Regions from separate parts of the Sus scrofa genome. Here region 1 is linked to region 2. A link is a contact called in public HiChIP or PLAC-seq data. All regions are on one chromosome and are shown on one strand. Each heading gives the region's core, a stretch centred on a gene start, on an enhancer-like site or on the middle of the called end of the contact. The rest is flanking DNA. Distances are from core to core; before and after follow the strand shown.

Region 1 (4,727 bases), core at 1,480-3,979, 92 kb before region 2:
CATAGGCCACAGGAGTGGCCCCAGAAAAGGCAAAAAGACAAAAAAAAAAAAAAAAGACAAAAAAAAAAAAAAAGAAAGAAAATTCAAAAGGAGCAAAAGGACAGTGCCTGGCTTACTATTAGGTCAATTTAGGATCTTTAAACTTTATAACAGTGCAAAAGCGATACACATTTAGTAGATCCCATACCTTGAATTTTGATCTTTTCCTGGGCTAGTGATAGGCAGCTTGATAACGTGATGCTGGGCAGAGCAGGGAGCTGCAGATCCCAGTCAGACACATGATCACGATAGTAAACAACTGATGTGCTTACAGCCATTCTGTTTCTCACTTTCAGTACACTACTTAATAAATAACATGAGATACTCAATAATTTTTTATAAAATAGGCTTTGCATTAAGATAATTTTGCCCAGTGGAAGGCTCATGTAAATATTCTGAGCAAGTTTAAAGTAGGCTAGGCTAAGCTGTGATGTTTAGTAAGTTAAGTGTATTACATGCACTTTCAACTTAGGGTATTTTCAACTTATGATGTTTTTATGAGGATGTAGCTCCATCATAAGTCAAGGTTTATACTGGAATGTAGGTTTCCCTTTCAAGCCATCATGCTAGATCTCCTCCCTTTAGGAAAAAAATGTTACTGGTTTCCTGTGTATCTTTCTGAGATGTCATGCCTTCAAAGCATATGTGTATGTACATAATTTTTTAAGCCACATGATAACATACATTGCAAACTTTCTCATTTAATATATTTTGGATACCATACCATCTTGTTATTCTTTATTTGATTTGCTATTCTTTGATTAAGATACAATTCACATATCATAAAATTCATCATTTTAAAGTGTATATAATCTGTTGGTTTTTATCATATTCACAAGATTGTGCAACATCCCATTCTGTAACGTTTTCATTACCCCACCCAAAAGAAGTCCTCTACCTGTTGGCAGGCATTTTTCATTCTTCCCTTCCCCTAGCCCCTTGCTATCACTAATCTACTTTGTCTCTATAGATTTGCATATTCCAGACATCTTCATATAAATGGGATCATACAATATGTGTTCTTTTGTGTCTCGCTTCTTTCACTTAGCACAGTGTTTTCAATGCCATCCAAGTTGTAGACTTAGGGGTATCTTGTTCCTTTATATGGTTGAATAATATTCCGCTGTGTGGCTATTCCACATTTTGTTTATCCATTCTATCAGTGGCACGGTTGGGTGGCATCTACTTTGGACAATATGAATTGCAGACATTTGAGTACAGATTTTCGTATGGATATAATGTTTTCAGTTCTCTTGGATATAGCTAAGAGGGGAATTGCTGGATCATATTACAAGTGAGTTTAACATTTTCAGGAAATGCCAAACTGTATTCCAAAGTCGTTGCATAACTTTACCTTCTCATCATCCCTGTACTCGGGATCTAATTTCTCCATATCCTTGACAACAACAGCCATCCTGAAGATGTAGTCGTATTTCATTTTGGTTTTGATAAGGTTTGCAAAGAATTCCATTAAGGATGTAGTTTATTGAGTCCCCTACTGATGGACATTTAAATTGTTTCCAGCTTTTTGTTTTTAATTTTATGAGAATGATAAGAAAGGATAACATATATTACTATGTGCCAGGCACTCTTTTAAACACATTTCAAAAGTGGTGAACTCTGAATTCATATGACTACTACCTGAGGTGTAGGTATTATTATTATTTCCATTATAGGTGATGGAACCAAGCTTCATAGGGTTAAATGATTTACTCAGAATCACAACTAGGAAGTATCAGAGTCAGGATTCCAACTTAGCAGGCTCTTACCCATTAAATTGTGCTGCCTAATGCATATTTAACTTTGCACATGCAAGTTTATTGAGTAAATTCCTGGAAGATAAACTGTATGCAAGCATAACCTTTACAAGTTTCATTTAAATAAACTTGCCTATCATGTATATGTAAGACTTCATGCAAATCACTGTTGAGGGGAAGGCCTCCCAAGATAAATTCTTGCCCTCCAGATGATCTTAGTCAAGTATACAAAGAGGATAAAATGGACACTTTGAACAAACAGATTGTGATGCATGCCCCATTGGAGATTCTAACAAAATGAGAGAATAACCTACAATGAGTAGCAGAAAAGGATAAATGATGTAGGATGCAGGGCATTGAAAGATGGGCATGAGGCAGAAAAGAAAGATGACTCAGACTAGTAGGATAATACCACTGTGTTTTTACCCAGTACTACCTGGGGTTAAATCACATACATTCTAAGGACAATTACTACTTCATAGCGCTATTGTGAGGACTAAATCAACAACAGTGCTTGTCACACACTAAGCACCACTTATGTGTTCATTATTGTTTTTAGTAATATGAATGGCTGTTTTGAAGACAATATTCTTTTCACTACTGGGACTCACTAAATTCTCTTGCTTATCAAGCTACTGCTAATAATTATCCTACTGCTAACACTGCTCATAATAAGCTTTTCTTTCAACAGAAGGTATATAGTGGGATCTAACAGAGAGCTATATACATTATGGGAATCTTAAAAAATATTAATATACTAATTTCAGTCCTAGGTTGTCAAGGGAACTCCCCAGTATATCATTTTGATGTTTGAGCCTATGTGTTGAAAACATATGACTGTGCCTTGTACTCCTAACAGGTGGAACCGTTCTCACCTTTCTAAGAGTCTGCCTCCCAGGTTATCATCCTCAATTTGGCTTGAATAAAATTCCCTTTTTCCCTTCCCTTCACTGTTAACTGAATTTTCGTCGACATTAGTTTATTTCTAAAGTGAGTAATCATTAAATCCTGCCAAGTTTTTTGACCACTATGAAATGCCTTCAATTATTTCAAGAGATGTCGGCTATTAGGAAATAATACCCACATCACTGCACCAGGTGATGAAGCTAATGACCCAGCACGTTTTGGGTGGGGTTAGAGGGAGATGGGGCCCTTCCCGTGAAACCCACAAGCGCGGGAGGCCCGAATAGCAGCTTTCCAGGTCCAGTTTCGCCTTCGCCCCAGCAGTTCCTTGGCCCACAAGGCGCCCTCATTGCTCAGCGCTGAGAGCCTGCCTTTCAAGGCCCGCAGCCCCCGCTGAGCCATAGCTCAGCTCTATCCTTCTCTTACGCGACTCCGAGATGCTTCATGTTGGAACCAACTAATTTTACCTTCTTTGAGCCGCACACTCGGCCTCCTATTTCTCCAGGTCTCCAACTATATTTGTAATTCGGTTGTGCGCAGCTGGGTAAGTTATGCGCGTCCACGTTGTGCAGCGCTACCAGCCCGACACGAACCAGGTGAGCTCGGGCCGTGGCCCGGTGGTAGTTGGCGGATCTAAAGTCCGGCCGCGCCCGCCTTTCCGGTAGTGGCCGCGCAGGTCGGTCACGTGGCTGGAAGAGCGGCGGCGCGCGCGGCCTGGAGGGTCGGTGCTCGGTGAGCGCGCTAAGGGGACGGGGGGGAGGGGCGGCACGAGGCGGCGGGGGGGTCCTGCTCCTGGAGCCGGATCGGGACTCGCACAGCCTCCGAGGAGGCTGGGGAGGGTGCGCGGCCAGACCTCGGGGCGGGGCCTTGCAGATTCGGAAAAGCACAGCGGAGAGTGGGCGAGCTGGCAAACTGGCTCCTTCTTCGCCGAATGCTACTTTAGTGGCCTCACCTGATATTGCAGAAATAAGAAATAGATTTGAAAGACTTTGTTTCTACCTCTTCTCCCCTCCTCCTATGTTATTTTTTTTCTAGTTTTTTTTTTTCTACCAATTTTAAGCCTTAAAGCTATAGCGCACAAAATGCCGTGTGGTATCCTGGATTGGAACCTGGAACGGAAAAACGGCATCAGTAGAAAAACTGGGGAAATCCTGATAAAATATGTGGTTTGGTTAAGTGCGTGTATCAATGTTAATTTTTTATTTTTGATAAATGTACCCTAATGTTGCACTACAGGAATTTGGGTCGGGGGTATACAGGAGTTCACTGTACTATCTTTGCGACTTACTGTAAATCTAAAGTTATTTTAATATAAAAGTTGAAACGAAATCCTACAGCGATATGTAGCAGGCCAGTGTTTACAGAAAAGAAAGGGCTGAAATTAGTTCCTTTTTACCAAGCCTGACAGGAATTAGGTCTCTGTTTGATCAACTTGTTTGCTAAGGAAAGGGTTGGCCGGCTAGTGGGTGTGGATGCTTCTAGTTCAAGTTTTCTGGGCAGGAATCTCTTCTCTTTCAAGTTCATCCATCAGATGTCTTTGAAACACCTGCTGTGCACAGTCATTGAGACACATGTATTGCCTGCACTAGGGGCGTGTACAATAAAAACACAAGTCAGGTAGGAAGTAAGGACTATGAGAAGGGTACAACACAGGAGTTTCGCTGGAGCGAAACGGGATCGGTGGTGTCTCGGGAGCACTAGGACCCAGGTTTGCTCCCTGGCCCAGCGCAGTGGGTTAAGGATCTGGTGTTGCACCTGTGGCTCAGATCTGATCCCTGGCCCTGGGAACTCCACCTGCCCATGGAGCAGCCATAAGGTATGACACAGAGCTAGAAGGATTCAAAGGTACGAGAAAGCACTGCTGGTCCAGGAGAGTTTGTCATGAACTGAGGGAGGCCTGAGAGAAGAAAGCCATTCCAGAGTGGCTCCAGCAGAGGCTTTAAGGACGCCAGGCAGAGGGCACCTGGGAGCAGGAACAATCCACGTTACACGGAAGCACAGATCATGTGCAGGGAGTACGGCAGATGG
Region 2 (4,380 bases), core at 1,641-4,140:
TCCATCCTGACTTTACTTTCTTATCTAGCCTAGAACCCACAGTTCATTCAACATCCTTTTAGCACTCTCAATTGCCAGAGTTCCTGTCGTGGCTCAGTAGTTAACGAATCCGACTAGGAATCATGAGGTTTCGGGTTTGATTCCTGGCCTTGCTCAGTGGGTGGCTTGGATCCAGCGTTGCTGTGGCTCTGACCTAGGGTGGTGGCTACAGCTCCGATTGGACCCCTAGCCTAGGAACCTCCGTATGCGGAGGGAGCAGCCCAATAAATGGCAAAAAGAAAAAAATAAAATAACACTCTCAATTGCCTTGCTGGAGGTTTGTTTTCACCTCACCTGTAAACTTTAAACCCTGAATTAATCCAACCACCTATTTTCTTCCCCTATGTCTCAAGCAGCCAAATGATTTCCTAAATAATTAACTATCTCATTTCTAATTTTGCAGCATCTCAAACATATCAAAGACATACTGCTTGGCATTCAGCAGGCATTTGATGAATACTTAGAACTTACTCTTCTAAAATTACTTTTGAACACCCTGTGGTCCAGCCAAATTTCTCTACTTAGTGGTGACACCATGTTTTGTTAATTCCTATCAGTTTTTGCCAGTCTCTTGAAATACTACACTTCAAGATACAGATCAACAGCCAAGTTCTAAGCTCTGTGCAGGCACCATATATTACCTTGTTGGCACTGCAGTCCCAGCAGTGTAGGCCTGCCACAGAAATACTAAATATATTTTGCTAAAGTGTAATTATTACATAACACCACCACATACTGCTTTGTATTATGAATGTGAATACAAGTCTTTGCAGTTCTGTTAAAAGGAGTCAGATGGTTCCTTATTGTGTATTTCATAATATCTTTTTTTAATTTGCATATATCAGTAGTTAGTCGTTTATTACTACTGTGTACTATTCCATTTTAACAACTCTACCACAATTTATCTTGCTTATGGACATTTGGATATTTTTTGGATTGGGTGTTATTATGAATAAAGCAAGCATGAACACTTTTATACAGTGTTTTTCTAGGTATATGCATTCATTTCTCTGGGGTATAAACCTTTAAGTAGTACTGCTGGGACACAGAGCAGGTATGTTTAGTACTAGAGAATGACAAAACAGTTTTCCAGAGGGCTGTACCATTTTATAGTCCTACCAGCAGTGTATGAGAGCTTCAGGGGTTTCATGTTCTCATAACCACTTGGTACTGTCAGTCTTTTAAATAATTTTGGTGTGTGTAGTAGTATTTTCCGGTTTGAATTTGTATTTTCCTGGCAAGTAATGATGTTGAGGATCTTTTCATAGGGTTATTGCTCATTTAGATATCTTCTTTTGAGCAATATCAACCTTTTTTACCCATTTTAAAAATTGGGGAGTTCCCGCCCTGGCACAGTGGTTAACGAATCCGACTAGGAACCATGAGGTTGTGGGTTCGATCCCTGGCCTTGCTCAGTGGGTTAACGATCCGGTGTTGCCCTGAGCTGTGGTGTAGGTTGCAGACGCGGCTCGGATCCCGCGCGCTGTGCCTCTGTCGTAGGCCGGTGGCTACAGCTCTGATTAGACCCCTAGCCTGGGGACCTCCATATGCCGCGCGGGAGCATATGGAGGTCCCTAAGGCAAAAAGGCAAAAAAAAAAAAAAAAATTGGGCTATATGCCATGGGAATATGTGATTATCTATTATGGATACTAGTCTCTTGTCAGATGGTCTCCTGTCCTCCCAGCGTCTTTAATTAGCAAGTGCTCAATAACTACCCATTCAACGACTAAGTGAGGACCATTCAATGCAAAGAGGCTAAGGATTGGGATGCAGGATTACCCTTCAGAGTGAAATAACTTTAAGAGTCTTTTAAGGCAAGTATTTTTGCAAAGAGAAATGAACTTCTCATATCAAAGTTAAAAGTTAATCATACACTAATACACTTTTAAGAGTTGAAAAAGATCACGTAAAGAAACCGCAGAAGTGGAGGCTGTGGTCCTTTATATGCCAATTTTACCCTTCCTATTTAAACTAGAGACCACAGCTGGAGAAGCAAATACAAAAGCTATCAGGAGTCAGTAACTGATGTGTGGAGTAACTATAAAGTTCCTCTAGCACCAATCTAAACTCAGGGGTAAAAAAGCTTAGGAAACCAACACTAAGGCATATATTAAAAGATAAATATATACATTTTTTTACAGCCCCCCCCCCATTCCGGCCTGTAACCAGACGATAGGACTGCCGGGGGCACTGGTGGGGGGAGATACCGCCCCGGGCAAGGACACAGCAGGTGGGGCCAGTTCCCCGGCCATTCCCAAGACCTTGAAGGGACACTGGGTCAGATGCCAGCTTCGCTTCCTTTCAGTCACCGCTACCGCCCTCCTTCCGATTGGCTGATCTGCTACAACACGGATAACACTAGTCGCCGATTGGCCACGCTATTGCCAAGGCAGCCAAGGCTGCAGACTCCTAAGAGGCTAACGAGGTCCTAGTGGAGTGCAGTCTAGGGACTTTGGAGCAGCGACGGGCCTACCTGGGAAGATGCACTCTCGCGGCCTGACTCGATTCTCGGCTCCAGTGCCCGGCTCAATGCCCGACCCAACGAGCTCAAGGTCCAATTCTCACACACACCCCAGGGGCGCCGCTGCAGGCCCTATCTAGGGCCGTGGTCACGGCGCAGATTCCGCCACCGCCTTTCCTCCTCAGCGCCGTTGCTATCCTCAGCACCACCCCTACCGCCCATGGCGCGGAAAAGCGACCGAATCGCCTTACCTGAACGACCCTGCTGGCAGACGCCATCTTACTGCCCATCATGACCCCCGAGGAGGGGCAGCTTCCGGAGCACTAGCTAGCAGCGGCTATATCAGGAGTCCTGGGCGGCTGGGGGCGGGCCCTGCAAGTGACGTCACTGAGGAGGAGCGGGCGCTCGAGCCGGACCCGCCTCCACGTTGGAGCTAGCTCCACCCCTTTGTGCCTGCCCCCGCCCTTCCTCCTTCCCGCGTAGAAACTGATCCACGTGTTTTCCATTGTTTCGTTTTGCCGCTGGAGGTTTGCGGTGTTGGATATATTTTGCTCATCAGCCAGTGAGTGATTTAGGAACAGTTCCTCTGCGGATAGCCAGTTTCCAATTTCAGTATAGTCCAAAATTTAATCTGAAACCAAGTAAGTAATATAAATTCTTGTGGCTTCCTAAAATGAACAATCTTGGGAGTTCCCGTCGTGGTTAACGAATCCAACTAAGAACCATGAGGTTTCAGGTTCGATTCCTGGCCTTGCTTAGTGGGTTAAGGATCCGGCGTTGCCGTGGCGCTGGCGTAGGCTGGCGTAGGTCCCTAGCCTGGGATAGGAGAGGCCCTAAAAAGGTAAAAAGACAAAAAAATAAAAATAAAATAAAATGAACAATCTTGTTAAAATTTAGGAATAAGTAGCAAGCTCAGAAAGAGTGGTCAGTTCCAGGTCTGTAGTAGGCCACCTCTTATTCCTTTGCTTATTAGCATTGCCTGATTTGGTATTCTGCTTGCTTTCTCTACCGTTAGTTCTGATATTAAACTGCTGCTTGCTTCAAATTTAAGAAAATTCAAAAGTTCAAGTTTTTCTTTTTGAAGCATGAGCCATCCATATCATTCCCCCAAGTTATATTAAATTGTAAGGTAAATATTAGTACTTACAATGTTAAAAAATTAACACGCAATATGTTGCAACCACTTAACCTTGTAGCTAATGTAAACTTACATTATTGTAAATAGAGTGACAAATTTGTTTAATGATCTAGATTAGTGGTTTCTAAATCTAGAAGTTACTGAGCCTAAATATGGGTCCTTCTGATTCAGTATGTCTATGGAGGAGAGCAGAAATCTTTTTTTCTTTCTATGCTGCACCCAAAGCATGAGGAGGTTCCTGTGTCAATGATCAAATCCAAGCAGCCTCTGTGACCTATGCCACAACTGCAGCAACGCCAGATCCTTAACTGCCTGTGCCACAGCAGAGAGCTCCCAGAAATCTATTTTTAAAAAAGCTTTCAAGCGTTCTCTTGTGGCACAGGTTAAGGATTCAGGTGTTGTTACTGCTGCAGCTTGGGTCAATGCTGTGGCATGCGTTCGATCTCTGGCCCAAGGAACTGCCACATGCTTTGGGCTTATCCAAAAAAAAAAAAAACTTTCAAAGCTTGTTTTAGGAGTACATATTCTAAAACCAGATAGTTGTGGCTTAGCGGTGAGTTGTGGTGTAGGTTGCAGACTCCACTGGGATCCTGCATTGCTGTGGTGTAGGCTGGCAGCTGCAGCTCTAATTCATATGCGAAGGGTGTGACCCTAAAAAAGACAAAAAAAAGAAAAAGAATCCAACATGGTATCTGAGAGGATTCGGCTTTGATCTCTGTCCTTGCTCAGTGGGTTAAGGAT

The links. HiChIP or PLAC-seq counts read pairs in DNA pulled down with a chosen protein or histone mark.
Region 1: a contact with region 2 is called in an H3K27ac HiChIP or PLAC-seq map of skeletal muscle. The contact joins the promoter of CCDC125 here to the promoter of MRPS36 in region 2. A contact is called at or near these places in 5 of 47 Hi-C or Micro-C datasets (brain, heart right ventricle, liver and 1 more) and 2 of 2 datasets of contacts at active chromatin or transcription factors (alveolar macrophages and skeletal muscle).

The regions. Positions count from the first base shown.
Region 1 is chr16:47,476,591-47,481,317 of Sscrofa11.1, reverse strand. CCDC125 (coiled-coil domain-containing protein 125) reads left to right here and starts at 2,729. Exons shown (of 12, transcript XM_013984842.2): 1 at 2,729-3,243. AK6 (adenylate kinase isoenzyme 6) reads left to right here. Exons shown (of 5, transcript XM_003134021.5): 5 at 1-762.
Region 2 is chr16:47,384,922-47,389,301 of Sscrofa11.1, reverse strand. It overlaps MRPS36 (28S ribosomal protein S36, mitochondrial), which reads right to left and starts at 2,890. Exons shown (of 4, transcript XM_003134022.5): 1 at 2,753-2,890. The coding sequence starts at 2,794. LOC102160395 (a long non-coding RNA gene) reads left to right here and starts at 2,956. Exons shown (of 4, transcript XR_308458.3): 1 at 2,956-3,142.